Regions from separate parts of the Danio rerio genome. Here region 2 is linked to region 1. Evidence: chromatin contacts called from public Micro-C data. All regions are on one chromosome and are shown on one strand. The core of a region is the stretch at or near the end of the contact, and the rest is flanking DNA. Distances in the headings are between cores, read along the strand shown. Region 1 holds the start of ndufs3 (NADH:ubiquinone oxidoreductase core subunit S3). Region 2 holds the start of znf408 (zinc finger protein 408).

Region 1 (5,096 bases), core at 1,216-3,715:
TAGGAACTCAGCCTCGCTGTGGCGTCATCGAAAGAAAACTCTCTACTGCACAGCAAGTTTTTATACATTTTACAGACAATGATTCATTTAGGTGGGGACAGATGCAAATGAAGTGTTGTTGTCGGCAGGGTAATATGCCTGATGTCATCAGCATGTAAGTCTGCAGAGTGAATGACAACATATTAGAAACCTGCCCAGCTACTGACCACATAAAAGGTTTTATTTGGACCTGAAAGTTTCACCCAAAAACAAAGGCAGAAGACAGTGTGCAAAATGATGTTCTGGAGACAGAAACTTCTGACCAGTTGACAGAAAAGAGAAAACAAGTTTGCATTACTTTGTAATATAAATTAATATTCCCACATAACCAACATAAAACATGCTTAAAAATGCATCATAAAATTATTATTTAGTGTTCTTGTTTGCATTCAAATAAGATGCAAGTATGGAATATACATAGCATATGTCATATTAATACTAACAAATAACATTTTAATATTATTATTTTAACATTTGAGGACAATTTAGCGGAAATAATGAAACAAAATATAAATCAATGTTTTACTCAACAAATGTGCCTCTTAAATGGCAAAACCAGTACAAGCTAGAGCTGAACAATATATCATTTGAGTATCGATATCGCAAAATGTATATCTACAATATTCACATTGCAAAATTAAATTGTTTAATAAAGATTGCGCAGTGGATAGCACAATCGCCTCACAGCAAGAAGGTTGCTGGTTCGAGTTGTCAGTCAGTTGGCATTTCTGTGAGGAGTTTGCATGTTTCCCGTGTTCGCGTGGCTTTTTTCCGGGTGCTCCGGTTTCCCCCACAAGTCCAAAGAAATAAGGTATAGGTGAATTGGGTAAGCTAAAATTGTCCATAGTGTATGTGTTTGAATGAGAGTGTATAGGTGTTTCCCAGTGATTGGTTGCAGCTGGAAGAGCATTTGCTGCATAAAGCATATGCTTGATAAGTTGGTGGTTCATTCTGTTGTGGAGACCCCAGATTAATAAAGGGACTAAGTCGAAAAGAAAATTAATGAATGCTATTATTACACTTTATTTTATATTGTTGAATACAATTACTACACAATGATGAGCATGTTATTTTACATTTGATTGCATTTAAATTTCTGCATTGGAATACTGCAAGTCTAAAACCCATAAAGCACTGTTTTTTTACCTTTTATTTTTGCTAAGTTAGCTTTTAAAAATACTTGATCACCCCTTTCAACCTCTATTCTTTACCAATAGAGCCATTTAAATCATCTAGTGAATTTATATTCATTCATTCATTCATTTTCTTGTCGGCTTAGTCCCTTTATATTCATATCACAACAAAATAAACTATCGCGATGTCAGATTTGTCCAATACTGTGCAGCCCCAGTACTAACCAATAATAACTTTGAAGTGGCCTCCTAAAATTCTATTTACAAACAACACCAAATCAACATGCAAATAAAACCTAATATATATTGACACTTCTCGGTTCAGACTGAGCAAGTTTACCTCAAAGCGGTTCTGCTTTGAAGGGATGTCCACAGCTGTCAGATCAGCCAGATTGCGGAACTGAGCATTTGTGTGATCCTTCAAGAAGGTGAGAACAGGAATAATACCTTCTGGGTGGACCATGATCTCCAGCTCATTAAAGCAGGTCACCTAGAATTAAAACAGGCTCTAAATGAGAGAACAGTTTTCGCTCAACCACAACATCTGCTAAGTAAATCAGGGGCGTTACTGACCTGAACTTGCTGCACATATTTGGGGAGAATCTCTGCGACGTATTCTCCAAACTCTGAAAGCTGGGAGTGGGTGACTGGATCCTTGGGCCTTACAGTAGCTAAAGCAAAAAAGACATTTAACGTTAATCATGACAAAGCAGTGACAGCTCCGTGAACAATGACAGATCTCCACAAATCTACTCACGCCTGCTCTCAGTTGTTGTTGATCTCGTCTGGACAATCGCAGCGCTCTGTCTGGCAACTATGTGAGAGATTAGAAGAAATTAATGGATTGCATAAACAGTTACAGTGTCAAATTCAGATTAATTCCCGAATAATCCCAATCAATAACGTTAGCTTGTGTCCGGTCAAATTGAAAACGAATAATGACACTGCTGCATTTACAAAGCAACAATAAATGGCAGCAGAATTGTCTAATTCCGAATAGAAGACGCTTTGTTGTGATTAAAGCATGTTATTATAGTATATGTGTCGACAGTGTTAGTACTGTTCAGTGTGTTTGTAATGTCTGCTAGCAGCAAAAGGAAAGGTCATCCGCGAAGACATGTCTGAACCACTGGAGAGTGGACTGTGCGTCATGCATGGTGACAATAACTGTGAAATAAGTTATAATTCATATTGAACTGGTCAGCACTGCCCATTTTGTTTCTTACCGTTTAAGCTTCTGCCAAATCCGCTGCGGACAAATCTGACCAAGGAGGCCGCCATCTTTACACCCACACCGCGTCCTTCCTCGCGAGACTTTTCCTGCTGTTGTTGACTGACACTGGTATTTTGCAGTGATCTGCTGCCATCTTCTGGCGATAAATTCGCCTTTTTATTATTAATACAAATTTGTGATTAATTCCTTTAATTTGTCTATGCTAGACGTTACAAAAAAATATTTTGTAGTTCATTAGTTTTTTTCTCAGGCCTATCTGTTTTTCTTTCTCCTCTGGTTTATCAGAATGTGTTTTAACTGTTCATATTGTTTATGATGTATGTTTTATTTTTGTCGTTCTTTGTTACTGTTCTAGTCTTGATAATCATTATCAATTAAATACAAAAATATATATTCTTTATATTTTGAGGCCATTAGCTTGCTCAGGACCTGCTCAATTAAGTGTATTTAAAACACAAATACCATTAGCCTACATCTGAGTATTTTTGACAGACTTTATTTTGTGATTAAAGTACTAGTTAGTTGTTCAGATGTGCCATTTTATTCTCAAATAATATAAGAAGTATTCCGTATTGAGACAATGATCCAAAACAAACACTAAAAACTAATGTGGGTCATAAAAATAAAGTTTTGCTATGCCTATCCCTTTTCCCAGAGATGGGTTGCGGCTGGAAGGGCATCCGCTGCGTAAAAACTTGTTGGATAGGTTTGTGGTTCATTCCGCTGTGGCGACCCCGGATCAATAAAGGGACTAAGCCGACAAGAAAATGAATGAATGAATGAATAAATGAATATGCCTATCCCAGTCTGCAGACTGAAACCTTATAGAAAATTATGTAAAAAATTAAATGATCAACATAGACCAGAAAATATAAAGGATGGACAATCTTTTGTAATGACACCAGGCCCCATCACAGTTTTATAAGATAAATATTCTCATCATATTAAAGCAATTCCAGCATTATAGATGTGACACTTGCAATAAAAATTCAAAACATTTAAAAAGCATGTTAACATTATATTGAAACATCCGTTTATATTTTCTAAAACAACTAATACCAGAATTATGGTATCAGAAAAATATAAATCTGTAAAAAAATATATACTTTAAATGAGGAAAATAAACATGCGTTATGGATGTGACCACAATAAGTCTGTGAGTTTACAGTACACAACATACTTTGTTGAAATTCAGTTAATTAAACTGCACAATTCAAAAGAAATACTGCTAATCAGAAGGATAAGAGTTGCCTCACTATAGTACAAACATGATTAATATTATTTTATTGAACATTTTTTGCATTAATGAGGAAAAAGCTTGGCTATGGATGTGACATCTCTCCGTTATGGATGTGAAATTGCCACTTGTATAACTTTGGTCGAACAAATATAATTGGTTGAAAACATTTTTGAGTATTTTTCAAGTACTGTAAAATACTTGCTTGTACAAAAAAGGCAGAAACTTTCTTTTTTTCATGGAAAAGTTGACATTTGCATGGAATTGCTCATTTACCAAAGGTGGCGATGTTCCTTGTTGCATTGGAAATGCAGTACAGGAGTCTCTGATTTGACAAACAAGAAAGATTCTGGTCATTTTTTAAATGATTAAATAAGGTCATGCTTATATTAATAATAACCACATTCACTGTTAGTGTATGGACATAAAGGGCATTTCATTTTCCCATGTATCATTTAGCTTTGTAAAATAATTTGATTTCCTCAGCAGTCCTGCACTTTTGGCACACTGCATTTCTGCAAAACAGATTTATGGCAATAATAAACATTAAATGCAAAAAGGCTATATGAACAGCTCAACAGTTAATGAAGAAAGCTCAGCAGCATCTGTATTTCCTGAGGAGACTGAAAGCTTGGCATGCCACCAAGGATCCACAGCTTCTTCTACAGCTGCATTGTTGAGTCTATTCTGACCAACTGCGTCACTACATACAGCAGCTCTACTGCTATGGACCGCAAACACCTGCAGAGAGTGGTAAAGACTGCATTCTATGGTCATCATCAGGACTCCTTGGCCCTCTCTGTAAAGCATCTGCCATGACAGATTCCACGAGAGCTGCATCCATCTCCACCCCTCATGCCAGAAGTACAGGACAGGGAGGGAAGCTTAGGTTTTTTCTCTCTGCCATTAAACTCCTCAACAGCTAACAGAAGACTGTAACAACAGACTGTCACCTAAAGACATTGGGCATGTGAGGGTCACCGGATGAAACTGGGGTCAGTGAAGTTCACAAAAGATAAACAGGGACATTAGAACCAGTGATGAAGACCAGCAGGTTAATTTTGAAGAACAGACAAGACAAATGCTGATATACTGACACAATTAAAAATTCAATTAATCTTTCATTTTATTGTGTCTTTATTTTGCATTTGCACAGTCAGTTTGATGCAGTTTCAGTCTTTCGGAAATGACCTTAAACCAAGGTCCTGACTCTCTGTGGTCATCAAAAATCCCATGGCACTTCTCGTAAAGAGTAGGAGTGTAACCCTAGTGTACTGGCCATATTTCCTTCATCGGCCCTCACCCATCATGGCCTCCCAATCATTCCCATCCACCGAATAGGCTCTATCACTGTCTCTCTAATTTTACAGTAGTAATTTTGAGGAGATAAATGCATAAAAAAGAAACATTTAGCATAATATTTGATATCTGGTTTTATGGCCCAAATTCCTCT
Region 2 (5,431 bases), core at 2,101-4,600, 160 kb before region 1:
GATCTGATAGAAGAAGAAAAAAAAAATCACATTTTCAAATGAACTACTTTATATCAGTGGTGTCAAACTCAATTCCTGGAGGGCCTGCATAGTTTAGCTCCAACCTATGTAGACCAGCTTAATAGTCTCTAGTTGCTTTGAACACCTTGATTAGTTGGATCAGATGTGTTTGATTAGGTTTGAAGCAAAACTGTGCAGAGCTGCGGCCCTCCAGGAATCCAGTTTGAGACCCATGCCTTATATAAGTATGTATGTGATGTAGACTTTATTTTTAGTATTGATTGTGTTCAGCACTTTGGGCAATGTTGTGTTGTAAAAATGTGCTATATAAATAAACTAAATAACTAACTAACTATAATGGACCATTTAAGGCACCAACACACTTCAACATTTTACTGAAAGAACAAACTGACACGGTTTCGGCATTAAAATCAGGACAGCACAAGTTTGATTGGTGTTTGTTTCTGAAATTTGGTAAAATAGCTTGGTAAACACTTTCAAACTATTATTGGTGTTATAAATTCTGCAAAAATCCACACCACTATGATCAGATGCTTTCTCAATAGCCATTTTCTTATTGCTGTAATATTAGCTGTGTCTTAATTATGTTATTGGAGAGGAATAGCATACATTTACATATTTATCTAAACGCTGCTCTCAAGATGAAGTCCAGCAATAACAAGTGTGCTAGCAGTATGCTAAACACTGCAGGCACTATATCTGGCCCTTTAAACAGATATAATGAATATTGTGTATAAACTCACATGGAGAGCCTGAGAAGTGATCTGAAGTGTTGGCCTCCAGAGCTTCATCTTGTTCTCTGTTTTCACATGTTTCTACTTGAGGCGTTTCTTCTTCAGTCACAGCTTCTGGATGACTTTCCCAAAGGAGCAGTTCTGTTCCTGGCTGAATATCCCTACAGACCTTAAGGCCTAGTCTTCCATCCACTTTAAGTACACTGACATTGCTCTCTTCTGCACTCTGAGCACTGCAGGCAAACCTGTGAAAGCAGTTCTACAATGTCATGATGATATCCAGTAATGTAATAAATATACTAATTAATGAATTTTAGATCAACTTACTGCATCCAGCACACTTCATCAGAGATTTCTCTTTTGTACACACTCTGGCTTGCGTTTTGCAACCCCTGAAAAATAACAACACATGTTTTACTTATTACTTGAGGACAATTTACCCATCATCACGGTTAAAAATAGCAATTACTGACACTGTACAACCCAAAAAATTAAGGTAACTCAAACCATTTGAGGAAACCGATTGCAACAAACCATTTTAGTTCAAAAACTAATGCTAAAGAGTACTGTGAACTTAATTCATTTGAGTAAATAAAGCAATTTGAGCACAATAAAACCCAATAAATGAAGAAAACTCAAACCAACTCAGTACTGTAAAACTCAACAAGTTAAGGCAACTCAAACCGTTTGAGGAACCCGATAACTACAAACCATTTGAGTTAAAGAACTAATCTATATGAGTACTGTGGAGTTACTCCATTTAAGTTGAAGTAATGAGGTATTTAATTAACTGATTACCTTCAACACTGAGTTCAAAACTCTTTTCAAATGAGTAGAATTAACTGTCAGTACATGTTGACATGACTACACTCATTTCATTTGATAAAGTTGACTGTTGAGTTTTACAGTGTAGTTAAAACTGCTCTTATGGTGCCACTTGAACATAGTACTGTTTATAATACAATATACCTGCAGGTGAGAAGGAACTGTTATATTAATTGCTATTGTCTTGATGCATGCAAATATGGTGCAGGATATAATCTGAAACACACTTGTATTGATCATACCTCCTCTTTTTCTTTGCTGATTGTTTCTCCAGGCTCCTCCAGACCAAGCAGAGTGTCCTTCTTTAGCACTCGCCCAACACACCACAGACCCAGCTGTTCATCTTCAGCCAGAGATGGACCCACGGTGAGCCCTAGTGGTACTGACCTCAGGGCACTGTGGATGGAGTCTCTCTTGTTCCCAGAGCCTTCATTTCTCCCAGTGACTGTAGACACTAAATAAAACACACCACAGTGTGACAAAGTGGAATACTTTAATTGTCATGAGCTTATTTCATGGTAAAACGACAAGTGAACCACACTTAACAACAAACACTTCTTATTTTTGATCAATTAATATTATTTGGTTGTATAACAGTCATCTTTTCAGAAGTTTATTTCCCTCTATTTCTTTTTTCCAGAATGTCAGAGGATCAAAGGAGGCCGTTACATGTATTATGATCATTCAGTGGTCCACAAAAGAGTTGCCTCTATCCTGAAAGACCCCACGCACCCACAACACAGAATATTCACACTCCTAGCCTCAGGGAGGAGGTATAGGAGTGCGAGATGCAGGACTGCCAAACTCAAGAACTCTTTTTTCCCATCAGCTATCAGACTTTTAAACGGATAACCAGTGGACATAAACAGTTTCATTTTCTGCTCAGTAGCACACTATATTCTCCATCCCAGTTTGCACTATTTATGCATACAATTGCACTCAATCTGCTCCGGCCATCATACTGTTGTTTGCACATAAGCCAATTGCACCAGGCATTTTTTTGCATAATAAACACAATTTTAAGAAATACTATACATTGTTTACATCTGTTTACTACTTCAGAATCAGTGGTATATATTATTTACACTTAGATATTTGTATATATACATTTCATAGTTATACTTCTGTCACTTCTGTGTATATACTGTATGTCGTGTATGTTGTGTGTATGACTTCACTGTGGACGGCAAAGTAAGAATTTCATTGTACAGGGAAACGTGTTTCCTTACTGTGCACATGACAACAAACAAACTGAATTAAATTGAACTAATATTATATTGCGGTTATTGTTTTTATAATGAATTGCATTCAGTCAGATGAATGTTCCCAATACAAACTAATGCATTTATATAACCTTTTAAATGCACACACTTCATTTGTGTAAGCTGCTGTATGATTTTGTTTTACTTTTGTGTTATTATCCTGTGAACAGCTTTATTTAATACTACATGCAGTTCGTAAACTACACAACTATGAGAGAAAAATGAGCTAGCTTATTACAAATAATAAAAGTATTCAATAATGACTATAAATGATAACATTAGCGTGCATTTCACATGTTTCATTAATGAATTAAAGCATTGCGTAATTCACAACGTCCTAAAGATCTCTAGCAAATATTCTATTGCTGTATACCTAGAGATACAGACTGTGCTAAGAACACAGAGCATACATCTCGCTGGTAGATAAGTAATGGTATTTTCTAATATGAGCATGAGAAAAGAACTTCAACTAACTCAGGGCTATATTTCCTCTGCACGTTGGCCACTCGAGGGTCTTGTTTATTCATCCAAAACTCCGGGAAAATTATCGTTTTCCAGCCATGGGCGAATCAACCGGAAGTCAGGTAGAGGACTGTTACAGAGAAACGCTTCCCTCTAGAAACGGTCATATACAGCCGCACTCTATCCAAAACAGCTGGAAGTATGTTCTTGTTGTCGTTTTGAACTTATTTAATAATAATAATAATAATAATAATAATAATAATAATAATAATAATAATAATAATAATAATAATAATAAATATATTTATGACTATATTACACACGCATTTGACTTGTTGGCAAATTGTCGTACACGTTTGGCCCTTCTTTTTAATTTAATTACTGAATCTGAAAAATCGACGCAAGAGCATTAGAATATTCTTTTAATGGATAGCTGACTTTCTTTAAGGTACAACTTATAGATTAAACCTATTATAGAATTGCATGTATTTAGTGTCGTGAGATTTTAATCTGGTTTCCTGTGTGGTGATATGTGTGTATCGTTTTTTCCCACTGGTTTCTATATTTTCTAAGATATATTTCTAAAGTTAGCTCAAAAATTTTGATTTAACCTTCAGACAATATTTCAGAGACTACAAAAAGCCTAAAGGCAAATTGTTGAAGCACAAGGTGGCGCTAGAGACACATCTCTATTCACATAGACGAGGAGCAACAAGGACAAGGTCACCAGGTACAAACAAAGCAAAGTTTTAACGTTATTAGATGATTTCAGATGAAGAAAGAGGACATTTTAAATTATAAAACGCTTTCCACCTGTATTAGAAGTGTTCTCATAGAGTGGCTATTAAATGTGTTTATGATATGGCAAGCCGTTTTGACATTTAACATATCGTATCTGTTTTCATGTTAGTAGTACTTATTTTTTTAAATATTACTATCTTTTTTATTAAGTACTAGTAATTATTCATTAGACAAGAGTGCTTATTTGTTTCATACAAGTGTCTATATTTTTAGATACTAGTGCAGTAGGGGTTCAATCTTCAACTTTATAAAAATATACTAGTGCTCATCAGACACTAGTTCTTTTATTAGATACCAGTATTCATCCATTAGATATTAGTACCTATTAAATAGATACTAGTACTTATGTATTAGGTACTACTACTCATTAATTAGGTACTAGAACTGATTAAGTATTTCATTCATTCATTTTCTTTTTGGCTTAGTCCCTTTAATAATCTGGGGTCGCCACAGCGAAATGAACCGTCAACTTATTCAGCATATATTTTACAAAGTGAATGCCCTTCCAGCTGAAACCCATCTCTGGGAAACATCCATACAGACTCATTCACACTAATACACTACGGACAATTTAGCCTACCCAATTCGCCTATACCACATGTCTTTGGCCTTGTGATGAAAACTGTAGCACTCGAAGGAACCCACGTGAAGGCAGGGAGAACATGCAAAATCCACACAGAAACACCAACTGACCCAGCCGAGACTCGAACCAGCGACCTTCTTTCTGTAAAGGGATCTCCTATTTCCTATTTATTAGATACTAGTGCTTATTTTAATAGTGACTAACTATTCTGTTGTTACTAGTAATAAATGAAAACAATTCCATTAATTTCTATAGGATCTGTCATTGAGAAATCTACTATTCAGTTTTGACGATATATATTCCAGCTGGGACTAGTTTATGTAATAGTAGTTAATCATTAGGAGCTATAGTATCTAATTATTAGATACTAGTACCCAATTAATAGATAACAGTTCTTTTTCATTAGATACTAGTTCACTTTTTACAATTACCCACAGAGTGCAAAAGGACAGCAATAAACATACATTCTTGTTAGATGTAGTTTGATCTTGTATTAAATTAGTATATCACAATAATATCCACGGTTTTATGATAACAAAAAGTAGGTAACATTTTAGTTTAAGTAACATTTTCAACTAATAACTAATAGCTTATTATTACATGATTATTATTAATACATTAGAAGGCTACTTGTTATCTTGTTCTACATCCTTAATCCCACCTATAAACTCAACCACTACATTAATAGCTATTATTAAGCAGCAAATTGGTATTTATTGAGCTAAATGGATGCAATCTGAGCT

The links. A called contact is a pair of places that touch in the nucleus more often than the background predicts.
Region 2: a Micro-C map of caudal fin shows a contact between it and region 1, with 2.9 times the contacts expected there. The contact joins the promoter of znf408 here to the promoter of ndufs3 in region 1. A contact is called at or near these places in 4 of 18 Hi-C or Micro-C datasets (caudal fin and embryo) and 1 of 4 datasets of contacts at active chromatin or transcription factors (embryo).

Annotation. Positions count from the first base shown.
Region 1 is chr7:38,802,073-38,807,168 of GRCz12tu, reverse strand. ndufs3 (NADH:ubiquinone oxidoreductase core subunit S3) reads right to left here and starts at 2,465. Exons shown (of 7, transcript NM_001017755.1): 1 at 2,399-2,465; 2 at 1,930-1,986; 3 at 1,746-1,843; 4 at 1,513-1,662. The coding sequence starts at 2,453.
Region 2 is chr7:38,958,771-38,964,201 of GRCz12tu, reverse strand. znf408 (zinc finger protein 408) reads right to left here and starts at 3,350. Exons shown (of 5, transcript NM_001328275.1): 1 at 3,317-3,350; 2 at 1,823-2,034; 3 at 1,083-1,147; 4 at 765-1,000; 5 at 1-3. The coding sequence starts at 3,317.